Linked DNA regions of Mus musculus: region 2 is linked to region 1. The links are chromatin contacts, called in public Hi-C maps. All regions are on one chromosome and are shown on one strand. The core of a region is the stretch at or near the end of the contact, and the rest is flanking DNA. Distances in the headings are between cores, read along the strand shown. Region 1 overlaps Dpp6 (dipeptidylpeptidase 6). Region 2 overlaps Dpp6 (dipeptidylpeptidase 6).

What was found. A called contact is a pair of places that touch in the nucleus more often than the background predicts.
Region 2: a contact with region 1 is called in a Hi-C map of cerebellum, with 1.9 times the contacts expected there. The contact joins two enhancer-like sites. A contact is called at or near these places in 2 of 39 promoter capture datasets (embryonic stem cells and hippocampal neurons), 20 of 484 Hi-C or Micro-C datasets (the HL-1 cell line, the N1E-115 cell line, brain and 8 more), 4 of 115 datasets of contacts at active chromatin or transcription factors (all in embryonic stem cells) and 1 of 9 other capture datasets (embryonic stem cells).

Annotation. Positions count from the first base shown.
Region 1 is chr5:27,413,590-27,420,339 of GRCm38.p6, reverse strand. All of the region lies in intron 3 of Dpp6 (dipeptidylpeptidase 6), which reads right to left. Among named protein-coding and RNA genes, the nearest start is that of Gm52769, 83 kb to the left of the region's middle. Within about 2 kb of position 2,784, at least 8 of the 459 cell types and tissues checked have an H3K27ac peak or open chromatin away from gene starts, as enhancers often do. A contact at or near this core is called in brain and cerebellum, where this site is marked.
Region 2 is chr5:27,542,055-27,548,804 of GRCm38.p6, reverse strand. The region is part of intron 6 of Dpp6 (dipeptidylpeptidase 6); the gene reads right to left. Among named protein-coding and RNA genes, the nearest start is that of Gm16058, 8.6 kb to the left of the region's middle. Within about 2 kb of position 3,609, at least 22 of the 459 cell types and tissues checked have an H3K27ac peak or open chromatin away from gene starts, as enhancers often do. A contact at or near this core is called in brain and cerebellum, where this site is marked.

The DNA of each region.
Region 1 (6,750 bases), core at 1,535-4,034:
GGAGTGACAGGGATCATGGGCCTTCCCCCTTCATAAGCACACTCTCTTAGTAAACTCGTGGTCCTTGAACAGGAACGTCGTCTTGGTCTCCATTAATTTCTCTCGAAGTCTAAGTCTCTTTGAGCCCCAGCCTGCCTCTAAAACTTACTCTGTAGACCAGGCTGGCCTCAAACACACAGAGATCTGCCTGCCTCAGCCTCCTCAGTGCTGCGATTGAAGACGTGCTCCACCTGTGCTATGCCTGGAAGAATCTTTGGGGTTTTTGTTTGTTTGTTTGTTTGGTTTTTTGCTAGTGGCAGCTTTCTTGTTTTGTTTTGTTTTGTTTTGTTTCCTTCAGCATTCTGCATAGAAGAGAACTCAAGAGAAATTACTTTTAAATAGGTTAGTGGCCTAGGGTCAGCCAGTCTATGACGGTGCAGATCCATCTTGCAGGTTTTCAGGGAGCCATGGTTATATAGGTTAAATAGAGGAATTTAGCTATGTGACCATAGTGACATCATCAATGTGATATATTAGTCAAATAAAGTACAAGTGTATACATCAGGAGGATGTTGCTCCCTACAGAACCAGGTGTCCCAAAATTGTGGAATAAATGCCTCAGAGTCTTTTTCTTCAGGTAATGGTACTACCGTAAAGGAGACAGTGAGTAGCTTTAAAACATACAGCTTCATACATATTTAAAAGCTGCTATCTTCAAATAACCCGCTTCTTGCAGCAGAGGAGTTTGTGAAATTTTAAGATATTCTATCAGTTTGTGCAAGTGTCGTTGGGAAGCAGAGAACTCTGGGTACGCTTCAACATCAGGTGCATTGGAGTTGTGGAAAGAATCTATGTGATTCCATAGAGGGAGGAGTCACATCCAGACGGCCCAGGGTGACCTTTGAAAGTCTGAAAAACCAGTCCTCTCTAATACTGTCAAGGTGACTTTCCAAAACCTCAGCAATCGTACAGTGATCTTTGTATAACAATCTGAGGAACATTCACACACACACACACACACACACACACACACACACACACACACACACAGAGGAGAGAGAGAGAGAGAGAGAGAGAGAGAGAGAAAGAGAGACCTATCTTCAGTCATGGGAGAGCATTGGGCATTTTAAGCTGTTTTTTTTTTTTTCCATCTGCTTCTTCTAACTCCTTAGAAGGCTTGCATCCTTACAGCAGTGCATCCTTACAGCAGTGGGGCTATGAAGATGGTAGCCTACAAGCTGCTGGAGGGGGAAAGGGAGCATGCGTGGGGCTCCTCAGATGCCCTCTAGCTGGTTGTCTGCAGTGATTTGACTCCAACCTAAGCTTGGAGTATGATTGTTCTGTGAGCTGACTCAGCCCAGGCTCACTGCAAATGGCCTTTTCCTTGGGGAAGTCCTTGGAAATAACCAGTGACAATTGTTTAACACAGGAATTACTGAAGTGGTGGCAATAGCTGAAGTAATAAGACCTTACTAAAAAATACCTTAAAAAGGAAAAACCAATTCTTTGCAGCAATGAAACCCAAACCAAGACACCTAGAAATCTTGTGAGCAAACTGTCAAAAGACAAAGTGTGAATTCTGTTGGCAGTGAGGGGAAGGTGACCCATCTTGTTTACTGAAGTGTCAATAGGGTTAGCAGCAGATTCTGAATCATTAGCTGTGGTGTTCCTAGGGCAGTGGGATGGGACCCAGAACACTATGGGAAGACTATCAACCAACAGTGGTGTAGCCAGCCAGCTAAGCCTTCAAATAAACTAACATACTTCCAAGTACAAACTAAGAATATTTTATAAAGCCTGTTCCAGCAAGAAATACCAGATCAAAGGAAAACTGCAGACAGTTATCTGCTTAGGAATGTAGCCACAATGCTTCCATAACAATACACCAAGCCCAAGAACCTAAAGACAATTATATACCATAGCTAAGTGAGACTTATTTCAACAATGCAATGGGGGTTTAAGAGAGGCAATCAACCTGGATAATATATAATATTAAGAATGTCTGAGAAGATATCACAGAAAGAAGACCTTAGGGAGACATGGGGATTAAAGGCATCTGGATACTGTGGATGGGATTCCTGTGTGTGTGTGTGTGTGTGTGTGTGTGTGTGTGTGTGTGTGTGTGTCTGTGTGTGTCTGTGTCTGTGTGTGTGTGTGTGTGTGTGTGTGTGTGTCTGTGTGTGTCTGTGTCTGTGTGTGTGTGTGTGTGTGTGTGTGTCTGTGTGTGTCTGTGTCTGTGTGTGTGTGTGTGTGTGTGTGTGTGTGTGTGTGTCTGTGTGTGTCTGTGTCTGTGTGTGTGTGTGTGTGTCTGTGTGTCTGTGTGTGTCTGTGTCTGTGTGTGTGTGTGTGTGTGTGTGTGTGTGTGTGTGTCTGTGTGTGTCTGTGTCTGTGTGTGTGTGTGTGTGTGTGTGTTGGAACATAATAGCTAAAGGTTAAGGAAATGTGAAAAAAGATTACATTTTAGTTAGTCCCATTTGTTAACTGTGGTAAGTGCATCATGCTGATGCAGAAGGCAACATCAGAGAAGCTGGGCGCTGGCATAAGGGAGCGCTGTGCTCTCCATGGCTTTTCTGTGATATACATCAATTCTAAAAAGAAACATTTACTTGTATGGGAGGTCACAGATCTATCCTGCAAAGACTGAGTGAGAGGACCGTGAAGGTAGTGAGAGTGCCTTCCAGCCCTGGGCGTCCATGTCAGGGCAGATGGCGATGTGAGCACGAGAGTCAGCTTGCACTGACATAGTGACGAGTGCCATGCCTGACAGTCCTAGTTCTCTGATGGCAATCTGGGACTGTTCTCAATGCCTGTTTTTAACCACATAAAGAACTTGCTTTTGCATTCTCTCACTTTGACTGCACGGACCAACCTGTGGGCTCTGCAACACATATGGAGGATTTAAAACAGCAAACTTCAAGCTGCAAATGATCTCATTTTAATGGGTTCCACAGCAACGTGAGCAGAGTAGGGGGAAGCCTTCTGTCCATTCACTCTCCTTCTGTCCTTTAAACTATCAAACCCACCTGATTCCTTATTTTTAGTTAAGGAGGGCTAATTTGAGAGGGATTGTTTAATTCACATTTTGAGAAATATGATCCTGAGCTTTGGGGCTGTAATGATCTGTGGGACAAAAAAAAAAAAAAAAAAAAAGTGAGACAAGTGTGATTTTTTTTTTCCCTGCAAAATTAGGTCCTGTCTGTGGGTCACCTGACTTAACCTTTCCTGCACTCCTCCATCACACCTAACTGCATCTCAAAAGATAATTATCAGAGCCTTCAGCTTTGGCAGAAGGCAGAGTTCTTGTGCAAATGATAGTATGTCACATCATTAACATTATTATAAATGACAGGCAGCTAAACTTATACCCAGGGCAACGTTATATATTAATAAGTGAATTAATAAGCCAGTGATCAAGAAATTACATGCCCCGTTGACAAGCTGGATAGTATCTCTCTTCATGACTATTTGCCCAACACATACAACACAAACATCTTCAGTGAGGCCATAGAGCTTTTAAGTGCTGACCTTACAGTCAATTCTCCAGCCAGACTAAAATGTTGCCCTTGCTAAGTGCATCCTTAGCCACTAGAGGGCATTAGTTCATAAAATGCTCTGGGCCTAAAAGGGTACTGAGAGACTGAACAAGGGGACTTGGGAAGCAGATAAAATTCAGCCAAAATGATATTTTATTATTTGTTCTTAAGTGAAGCACATTGGGTCTAAAACCCCGTCTTCCCCACGGACACCGGCACATCAGGAGGGAGTCTGCTTTCCTAGGACAGGAGTCATGATAGATGTGAGGTAGGAGTCGAACCCAGGTCCTTGAGAAGAGCAGCTGTGCGCTTAACTGTTAAGCCATCTCTCTAACCCCTCTCTATGTGAATCTTAGTGAGAAGCTTTTCTGTAGAAAAGAATTGAGACATAAGGCTTAAAAATCAATGGGGGACAAACTGCCCTTTAACGAATATCAAACTAGGAGACTAGATTCTATTTTGTAATTTCTAGTACAAAATTCCAGGGAGATTAACATTTTTAACTGTGTTCTTTGCACCTACCAGAAGCTGAACCACAACTCCCCACCCCCAGATGCTCATTCTTTTCATTTCAAAGTAATACCTGTTCTGTGTGTTTCCATTCATATATGTCATATGTGCAGTCATCCCATACATGTGAGCATGTGGATCTGCATGTATGTGTGTAAATACCTGTAGAGGTCAAAGGTCACGGTCACAGTCAAGCGTTCTTTTCTACCTTGGTTTTGTTCCTTGAGCTCACTAGTATGGCCAGACTGGCTGGCCAGCAAGTGTTCTGTCTCTACCTTCCCAGCAATAGGGTTTTGGACATATTCCAGCATGATCAGCTTTTATGTGGGTACCAGGGAACCCAGCTCAGGTCTCTATGATTGTGCAGCAATTTCTTTGCCACTCAGTCCTTCAAAGCCACATTAAGGACAGCTTCTACCAATCTCTCAGAGCTTCTTTGTGAGTGGTAAGAAGTGGGCTTTGAGTCCCTTCAGATCCACTCAAGGCATGTGTGATGGGCCAGGTCTGAGCAGGCTCTTTGCCTCTTCAAATAGTGAAGCTTACAGTGGAATAGAGGATCCTGTCCTTAGACGGGCATACAGGAGCTTGCATTTTCTGCTGGCTCTGTGCCCACATGCACAACTTCCTTGGCCTTCAGGGGACAGTACTGCTAAAGCTGCCTCCAGGGAAAGTTGCTACAAATCACAGGACCCGCCACCACACGCCAGTTCTCAGTTAGCAAAACCCCTGGGCTCCCGATACCCCTTTGGGTCAAGTTAGTCACAATAAGTGAATCTTTATAACTTTCCTGTTCATTGCTTCTTCATCTTACTTTTCCAAAATTAATTTATCCCTTTTAGGCAGAAAATTTGCTAGCTTGGAGTCTGAGAAAAAGGATTATAGGGAATGCTTTTTAGAGACCCATTTTTGTTTATATTTTTGCTAGAATAAATTAAGTTTGCTAATGTTTATTCCAGAGAGAGAGAGGGGGAGAGAGATTGAAATCCTTAACGGATCATAGGTAGCTCATTAAAATTGAAGATATATACCTGTGAGAATCTTGTCTGAAAATCTGAGACTATGCCTTGTAAAGTGTCTACTATGAGCATGTGTTCTGGCCTGGGCTTCCTATGATCAGGCCCATGGAGAGGGGATTTGCCCTCTTGCAGCAGGTAGATTTCAAATGCTTATTAGCCAAGCCTGCAAGCACAGCTCCAGTGAAAACCTGCTCTCCTGTCTCTTTTCTCCACCTGCTGTTTATGTGTATGTCTTAGATTCCTACCTGAAGCCTTGCCTAAGACATTTTATTTGCCCAGAGATCGCCTCAGAGAACCACTAGGGAACAACAGTCTGTGGCAACATGTTCTTCCCTAGCTTGTATTTGCTGCTTTTTTCTTGACTGTGACCAAATCCTTGATAAGAAGCATCCTAGGAGAGCAAGGGTTTACTTGGCTCACAGTTGGAGGAGTTACAACCACCATGGTTGGGAAAGGCGTGAAGGCAAGAGCTGAGGCAGCTGGTCACATTATACCCACAGTCAAGAAGCAGAGTGTGGGCAGGAAGTGGAATTGAGCTAGCAAACCCCAAGGCTAGCTCTCAGTGACACGCTTCCACCACCAGCAAGATTCACCACTTTCAAAAAACAGCTAGAGACCAAATGTTCAAACACTTGCCAGTGGGAAAGTTTCACACCCAAACCCCAACATAGCTCTTACCAACTGTCTACCCTCATCGCCCAAAGAAAGCAGCAGGCAAGTTGGACCACCTAGAGACCATCAGAGACCATCAGAGCCCCAATGCCCAGAGGAGCATCCTATACATGGAGTCCAATATCTGATGACCTCACTGAGGTCTGGTTTCTGCTAGTCTCTTTGAATATTTTAGCCTTAAGCCAAACCAATTGTGTGGATCAGTATCCGATAAGCCACATATGCTTTGGCCTTCTTTATGTCTCAAGTTTCTCCCTCCTATTTAAGTCAGCAACCATTTCCCCTTGGCAAAGTCCTAACTATGTTCAGAAACCACTTTGATGTTAATGTCACCCCATGGGACTCTTTAGGCTTCCAGGTGCCCAAGCTACCCTTTATTTGAACTCTCAGTCTATCTGGGGATTCGCTGTGTTAACATAGTAAGAGATCCTCTCTGCAGTCTGCAGGGAGAGAGGAAGGACTATGTCTTGCCATTTCCCACAATTATTCTTGGTGCTGGTGGGGTGAGCATGAGCATGCATGCATGGAGCTGTCTGGCTGGGAGAAGGCAGGATAAAGAGAGAACACTGGACTTAGAATCTCTTAGCAAATAGTCTAGCTCCCTCTTTCCCCAGGAGTCCCTGTTAACAAGGACTAGAACCTGCAAGGTATCCATCTGTCCATCTTTTAAGGACAATTGTATAAATATCTGATGAGAGAATCTTTCTTTCAGATGTGAAGACCCTATGTGCCAGGTTGTCTGTGTGATATGTCACTACAAAAGTTTGTTGCTAATACTGAGCTGAATACAATGTGAAGGGACAAGTGTATGGCTCCAGCAGGCCTTGCCCTTCTTCCACATTCCCTCTGCCTTGCTAAAAATCATTAGATTACATTTCCTAAAGAATAGATCAAGGTCTATTCCTTTATTTGGCCTCTTCCTCCTCCTGAAACTGACAACCAAGGTCTGTCTATCAAAGTAGTGAAGCTCCAGCAATCAAAAACCCCCTTTGGATCATCTAATTAATGTGTCCAATTAAAATTAAACATCTCATGTCAAC
Region 2 (6,750 bases), core at 2,360-4,859, 130 kb before region 1:
TCATGGTATCACCATAGATTGCAACCCAATGCAGAAGCCCCGTTGCTAGGGTTCTGCTGTGTTTCTCAGCACCCATCTCCTTTATGCCACACATTGGCAAATTGTCGGGGTCAGAAGCAGTCAGGCTGAGAATAATTAACACAACTGGAGCAATCTAGAGGGAAGAGCCCATCCTAACAGACAGGAGCTGAGCCACAGCAGGGCCAATTTGGGTGATGCCTGACATGATGAGGCCCACAGCAAGTGTCCTTTCCTGACTTACACAGCTGGAGATGCTGGGACTGTAGTCATTAGCAGCTGATGCTGCTCAGGGCTGAAATTAGCCAGTAGAGAAGGGGTGCTGGGAAAGTCATGGAGAAGAATACAGCAGAACTCCATCGGAGCAGAGAGAGTGAATTTGGAGTTAACAACAGTGAGATTGTAGGATGTAACAGGGCAGGCTGATGGAGTTTAATGTGTTAAGGTGTTTAGATCATTCTCTAACCACTGGCTTTTCCAGTCATGCTGGGCAGTACTAGTACAGTACTGGTTCCTAGTATTTAGTGCATTACTAGTACTAGTACTTAGTGCACTATTTATACCTAGTGTACTACTAGTACCTAGTACAATAGATAGTATAGTATTGGTACTTAGTAAATACTAGAGTGCCGACTATAACACTGGAACTGGGTACATTCGGTATGAGTACCCAGCACAGCACTGGTACCTAGAAGTCATAAGATTTTAGACTAACAATGCCCTGAGAGCTTCTTCCAGCACTTCTAAAGGTTTGTAGGAATTTGCCTTAGAGCAGTAGTGTGGTGAATAAGAATTAGAATTCACAGAGATATAAAACCTTGACCCTTTCATTAGTCATTAGAAACCTGGCTGTCTATGTTTCTGTTTATGGAAAAGATTAATTCCAAAGAGGTCAGGTCATACCACCCTCTTAGTGGAGTTCAAGCCTCTATACTTCATGGCATTGGAAAGGATAGAAACCACTGGCTAAGGTGAAATTCTAATCTGGACTATCAAAAGCACGACTTCTCAAAAGAAACCCTTTATAATCAGTGTGCTCTGTCAATTGCTTCTTGTGTGTCTGAAATCCCACAATTGCCTGCTGTTGACTGAGCCAAGAGTCTTGGAGTCAGGAAGCTACCTGGCCATTATGCCTTCTCCCCATTGTGTGCTACTGAGCCTCTGCCCTCATCTTGGAACACTTGGTACTGGGTGGGTGAATCATGGTGTGTCTCCATGTGTCCTGCCTATGAAGGTGGCTGCAGAGGTGGCAGAGAGGCAAGCAGTCTGCCTGGAAATTGCATCTGCTCTGCCTCTGGGGAGTCACAGCCTGCCTACCTTTCTCATGCTGTTCCCAGGATGGAATATGCTTATGTTTAGTGAGACTGAGAAGTTCCTTAGTACTCTCTCAAGCAAAGCTGCTTCCTAGCTGGAAACCACCATGCCTGAAGATGAACTGCCACCCCACCATCAACCCACCCATGTGGGGCAGCTTTGGAATCCACACCTGATACCCCAACCAGAGCAGGACCAAGCAGGTCACCCTCAGTTCTTCCTTTGAATTTTCTTGGGGTGACTGGAGAAAGGTGTTTCTTGCAAAAGAAAATATCCTTAACAATCTGGCTAAGAAGTGAAGTGTTTGGCCAGCATGCAGAGCCTGAGACCTCTTTATGATGCTTAAGGTCCCTTCAGTCCATACATGTGGCATCCTACTCCACATCTGGACTCACTTCATATTTGGCCTCAGCACATATGAAGTGTTCCACAGAGGCAATTTTTGGGAAGAAGGGGCATTAGCCAATGTCAATGTCAATCCTCAATGTCAGACAGTGTCACCTGAGTCCCTAAATGTCCACTGAGAAGAAAGATTCATTGTTGTGTTGGGAGTATAGCTCCGTATACATGGAGCCAGAGTTTCCAAGCTATGTACAGAGCCACTCCCACATCATTGGAGCATTCTCCAGTTGAGCAAAGACCAGGTGGAGGGCATGAGGTTAAAAAGATACACAAAGAAAGGTGTGTGTGTGTGTGTGTGTGTGTGTGTGCACATGCACACTCTAAATGACACAGCTGCTTTGAGTAACACTTTAGACATTTTTTAATCAAATTATCCACATATTAATTATATATTCCAGCTGGTCTACTTGAAGGCATTTACCCAAAAGAAAAGAAGATATATGTCCATATATAAACACTCAAAGCAGATTCACTCATAACAGCCTCCAATGGGAAACAACTTAGATGTCAATCAGAGGTTGTATGGATGAAAATTGGGTAAATATACATAGTGGGTCACAGGTACCTGCTCCAACATGGGAATCTCAAAGAAGGAATCTCCTCCAGGAAGAGAGTGAAACACACATGATACAACTCCATGTGCACACATTCTAGAGAGGCAGAGGGAACCATGCCTATGGCTCATGCCTGCAGTCTAGCACCTAGGAGGCCAAGGCAGGAGGAATACTGTGAATGTGAGGCCAACCCAAACTAAAAAGCCATTTCCGGGACAGTCTGGGATACAGACAGAAACTCTGTTCCAATAAGTGACATCAAAGAAAAGGGGAGGCAAGATGACATGGTGGTTGCCAGGAAAGGCCAGAGGGGTAGAAAGGGTATGTGGCACTTTGGGATGCAAATGTTCACACCTTGGCCACGGGTGATGCATCTATTGGGTTAACATCTGAAGGTGCAATCAGAGAGGTAAATTCTGCTGCAAGCAAATGGTGCTAGTCACCCAGTCACCCCATCACTGGACACACAGAGTTTATGTGGTGGACTCTTTATCCACCAGTCCCCCAACCCATCTTCTATATAGATTGTTTACCCACAGCCTGGTCAAGGCTGTCCTTTATGTTTACTCTAAGCCAATGCTGAAAAATGGTTGCTATTGGAGAGACAGAGACAGAGACAGAGACAGAGACAGAGACAGAGACAGAGACAGAGACAGAGACAGAGACAGACAGAGCAAGAGAGAGAGGAGACAGAGACAGAGACAGACAGAGCGAGCGAGAGAGAGAGAGAGAGAGAGAGAGAGTCTCCTGCTAGGAATAGTCCAAAATACTGAAAGGAAAAGGAAAGTGTCTAAATCAATATGAAATGCAACAGCTAGCAAGAGGTATGTGACCTTCCACTGTGTGTCCAGCACTTGCTTGGCACTCAGTTATATTGTGACCATATGGCCATATGGGGACATCACCTGATGCAGAGTAGCATTGATCTATAGTCAGATCTGTTGATAGCTGGCTTTGGGGACACACATACAGCTCTCTTTCGGGAGACTGACATACATGTGCCTCTTACTTTGCACAACTTAAAACCTGTCATGTGATTCCTCACACTAGAAAGAGATCAACAGCCCAGAGAGAGAAAACACAGTATCAGACACACTGATTTTTTTTTTTAAGGGAAAGGGTGTTTATCCAGGTTACATCAATAACAGCTGGAAGTTAAGGTATTGGGAGCTCGAAGCAATGGGGGAACATCATATCCATCCATTGTCATATGAAAGCCTTCAATACCAGCACTCAAGGACACACTGACTTACAACAGGTTCCCAGTGCTAAGAATCTGAAATGCAGGCTGAAGTTAAGACTATATCCCACTAGGTGGAGCCTGAGGGAAAGATGAGAGTAGGCAGACCTGGGAAGTTTTAGGAAAGGCTGCCTTGTAGAATGCATGTGCCCCTACAGAGCCTGTACTGGTTTCTACAGATGAAGGTACACACTTCAGATGACCTCATTAACATAAAGCTCTGGATGGAGTAACTGTGTCCAGAGTGGCAGACTCTTTTTGTGCTCACACAGTTGTGGTGGCTGGCTAGTGGTGGCTACAAAGACAAAACATCCTCAAGGAAGAAAGGAGGGAGAAGCAGTTGGCCATAGTCCAGGGCTCACAGAGTGTGGTGAGCTGTCCATGGTTCTGGAAATCTCGGTAGGACTCACCAATGCATGCCGTTTTAAGAATATCTTTCCAGTTTGCTTTCATGTTAGTAGCACTTCTCTAAGGGTAGGAATAATCTAGTGATGCAGGTCCTGGAAGCTTTGATGGTTGCTCGCTTTGCAAAGCTAGAAGTGTGTACTAGGTGGGTCCCAGAGACAAGAAATCTTCAGGGAAACATGCCAAGCTGCAAAGGAGCAGACCTGGATGCTGAGACTTCTCCATATGCCTTAATAAACTTGCTAGCCCTGTCTTTTCTATGCACTGGGCTCAACTCACAATTGGGGACAGATCACCAAGGATTATTTAGGAGGCTGTGGGACACAAGCACTTAACATCTGTCTTCATTTTCTAAGAGAACACCAGCCACCCATTCATAGGCACAATGCGTTTGACCTTTACACTACCAAACCCTCCCATGGTCCATGTCTGCAGGACCCCACACTGCATGAAGACTCCTAACTGAATGTAAGTCTCTCATCTCTACTGTCCTTCATCTACTCCATGCACAAGTGCTAAGTCTTGTTAAGAACTTATACCGCCTTTCCTATGCTCAACATATTTGGAGTGTTCTTATCATGCAGAGAAACCACCCCAGGCTGGAGTTCAAGTGACTCATTCTCCAAGCATATCCTACAATTCTCCTAGCTCTGCAGCTCTCCCTGTGCCTGGCTGCATTCACATCTTCCAGCCAGCATGGACTCCCTGCAGAGGCCAAGCTAGACGATGACTTTACCAGGCCTCCAACGTCATTTCATGCCTTATCTAGTAGAATAAACTCCAAGAAAACTGACTGAGCCACAAGGCTCAGCAATTCAGCCTTCACGTTGAGTTGCGCACAGCCCTCTCTTCCTTCTTGATTTGAAAGGAAGCTTTGTGTATCAGAATCAAGGCTGTCCTTGGAGTTATTTTATCATGTGTTGTTATACAGATTGGTATCTCCTTTCAAACATTTTTTAAAAAAGATTTATTTATTATTATATTTAAGTACACTGTAGCTGTCTTTAGACACCCCAGAAGAGGGCATCAAATCTCTTTACAGATGGTTGTGAGCCACTATGTGGTTGCTGGGATTTGAACTCAAGACCTTTGGAAGAATAGTCAGTGCTCTTAACCACTGAGCCATCTCTCTAGCTCCCAGACAAAATTTTAAGTTCTCATGCACAGCAGCCAAGCCTGGAGGTGGTAGCAGCCCTTACTTGTAGCAGTTAGGAGGCTGGGACAGGAGGATGGTGAGTTCAAGGAGAGCCTGGGCTACACTGTAATACCCTGTCTCAAAGATTAACAGATATACTGAAAACAATGCCCCATCTGAGCGCTGCTGCTTATTGTGGTATTAATAATAATATAACATTTCAACAAGTATTTTCTGCCCTGTACTGTGTTTCTTGTCCTTAGTTCTCCAGAGGATTTGGGATGGATATTATCCTCTCTGCCTCTCTGTCTCTGTCTCTGCCTGCCTCTCTGTCTCTGTGTCTCTGCCTCTATCTCTCTACCTCTCTATCTCTGTCCCTCTCTGGAAACCAAGACTTATGGGATGAAAGCAGAACTTGGCCAGTCAGCAGGTTGAGGGCTGACCTTATATTTTTTTTCACTGAAGAGCTGACAGGTGGGTGCCAGTATGAGCTGCTCAATAGTCTCTGGGGGAGCACTGCTCTCCTCCTGGTACCCACTTCCTAAATAAACAAAATCTGTGTGCACCATCATCTCCAAAGGGAGAGAGAGTCTTCAGGCAGAAGGACCTATGATTTAGTTATGTACCTTCTCAAACACATCACAGCTTTAAAAAGTCAACCCCAATTCTAAAGCAATATAGTTTTTGTACCTGAGCAAAGTTAGTATGCTGTTATCCACAGAAAATGGCCTGACATCTAAATAATACCTCTGATACACATTTTAGCTTCTACTCTATTGCTGTTCTGAGTTTGTCAGACCCCCAAAGTACCACTGCTTCCCGATGAGGTGGCTGCCCAATTTTATTGAACTTCTTTCTGCTATAGTATCAGTTGATCTTTTTGTTTCTTCATGGGATTTTCAGGATGACCCTAAGACCCTAATAGATAGTAAATTTTCCCCATTGTGCTCTCTCTCTCTCTCTCACTCTCTCTCGCTCACTCTCTCTTGCTATCTCTCTTGCTCTCTCGCTCTCTCCCTCTCCCTTTCCCTCTTCTGTTCCCTCCTTCTCCCTCTTATTCTTCCCTCTCTCCCTCTCTCCACCTCCCTTCCTCTCCCTCTCTCCTTGGTAAACACATACACACACACACACACACACACACACACACACACACACACACACAACCACACAAATACATTTTTTAATGAACTACATCCAAAGACCAAACAAATTCAAGGAAAACATCATGCCAGAAAAATGATGAAGAGGCAAATTGTACCAAAACTTGTTTGAAAACATAGCTGATGAATCTAAAAATGAATTTTTGTTTTTATTATGCAACCATGTGTGGTTATGTGCATGTGAGTACAGGTTCTTAGTGATACCAGAAGAGGGCATCAGATCCCTTGGAGCTGTGCTAACAGATGCTTATGAGCTTCCCAATGTGGGTGCTAGGAGCCAAATTCAGGTCCTTTAGAGGAGCAGTATGTGCTCTTGACCACTGAGCCATCTCTCTAGCCTCAGCATAATTAATCCCTAGTAGAGAACATTATGTGGCTAATATCCACTGTAGAAAGTTGACTTATTTAGTGACAATTCTGACATTAAAAACTTCTAGTGAAATATGCTATGTTAAAACAACCATCTTTATTTCTATTCAAATAAACACTGTGAGTAAAAGGCCTATGTCCCTCAAGAATATA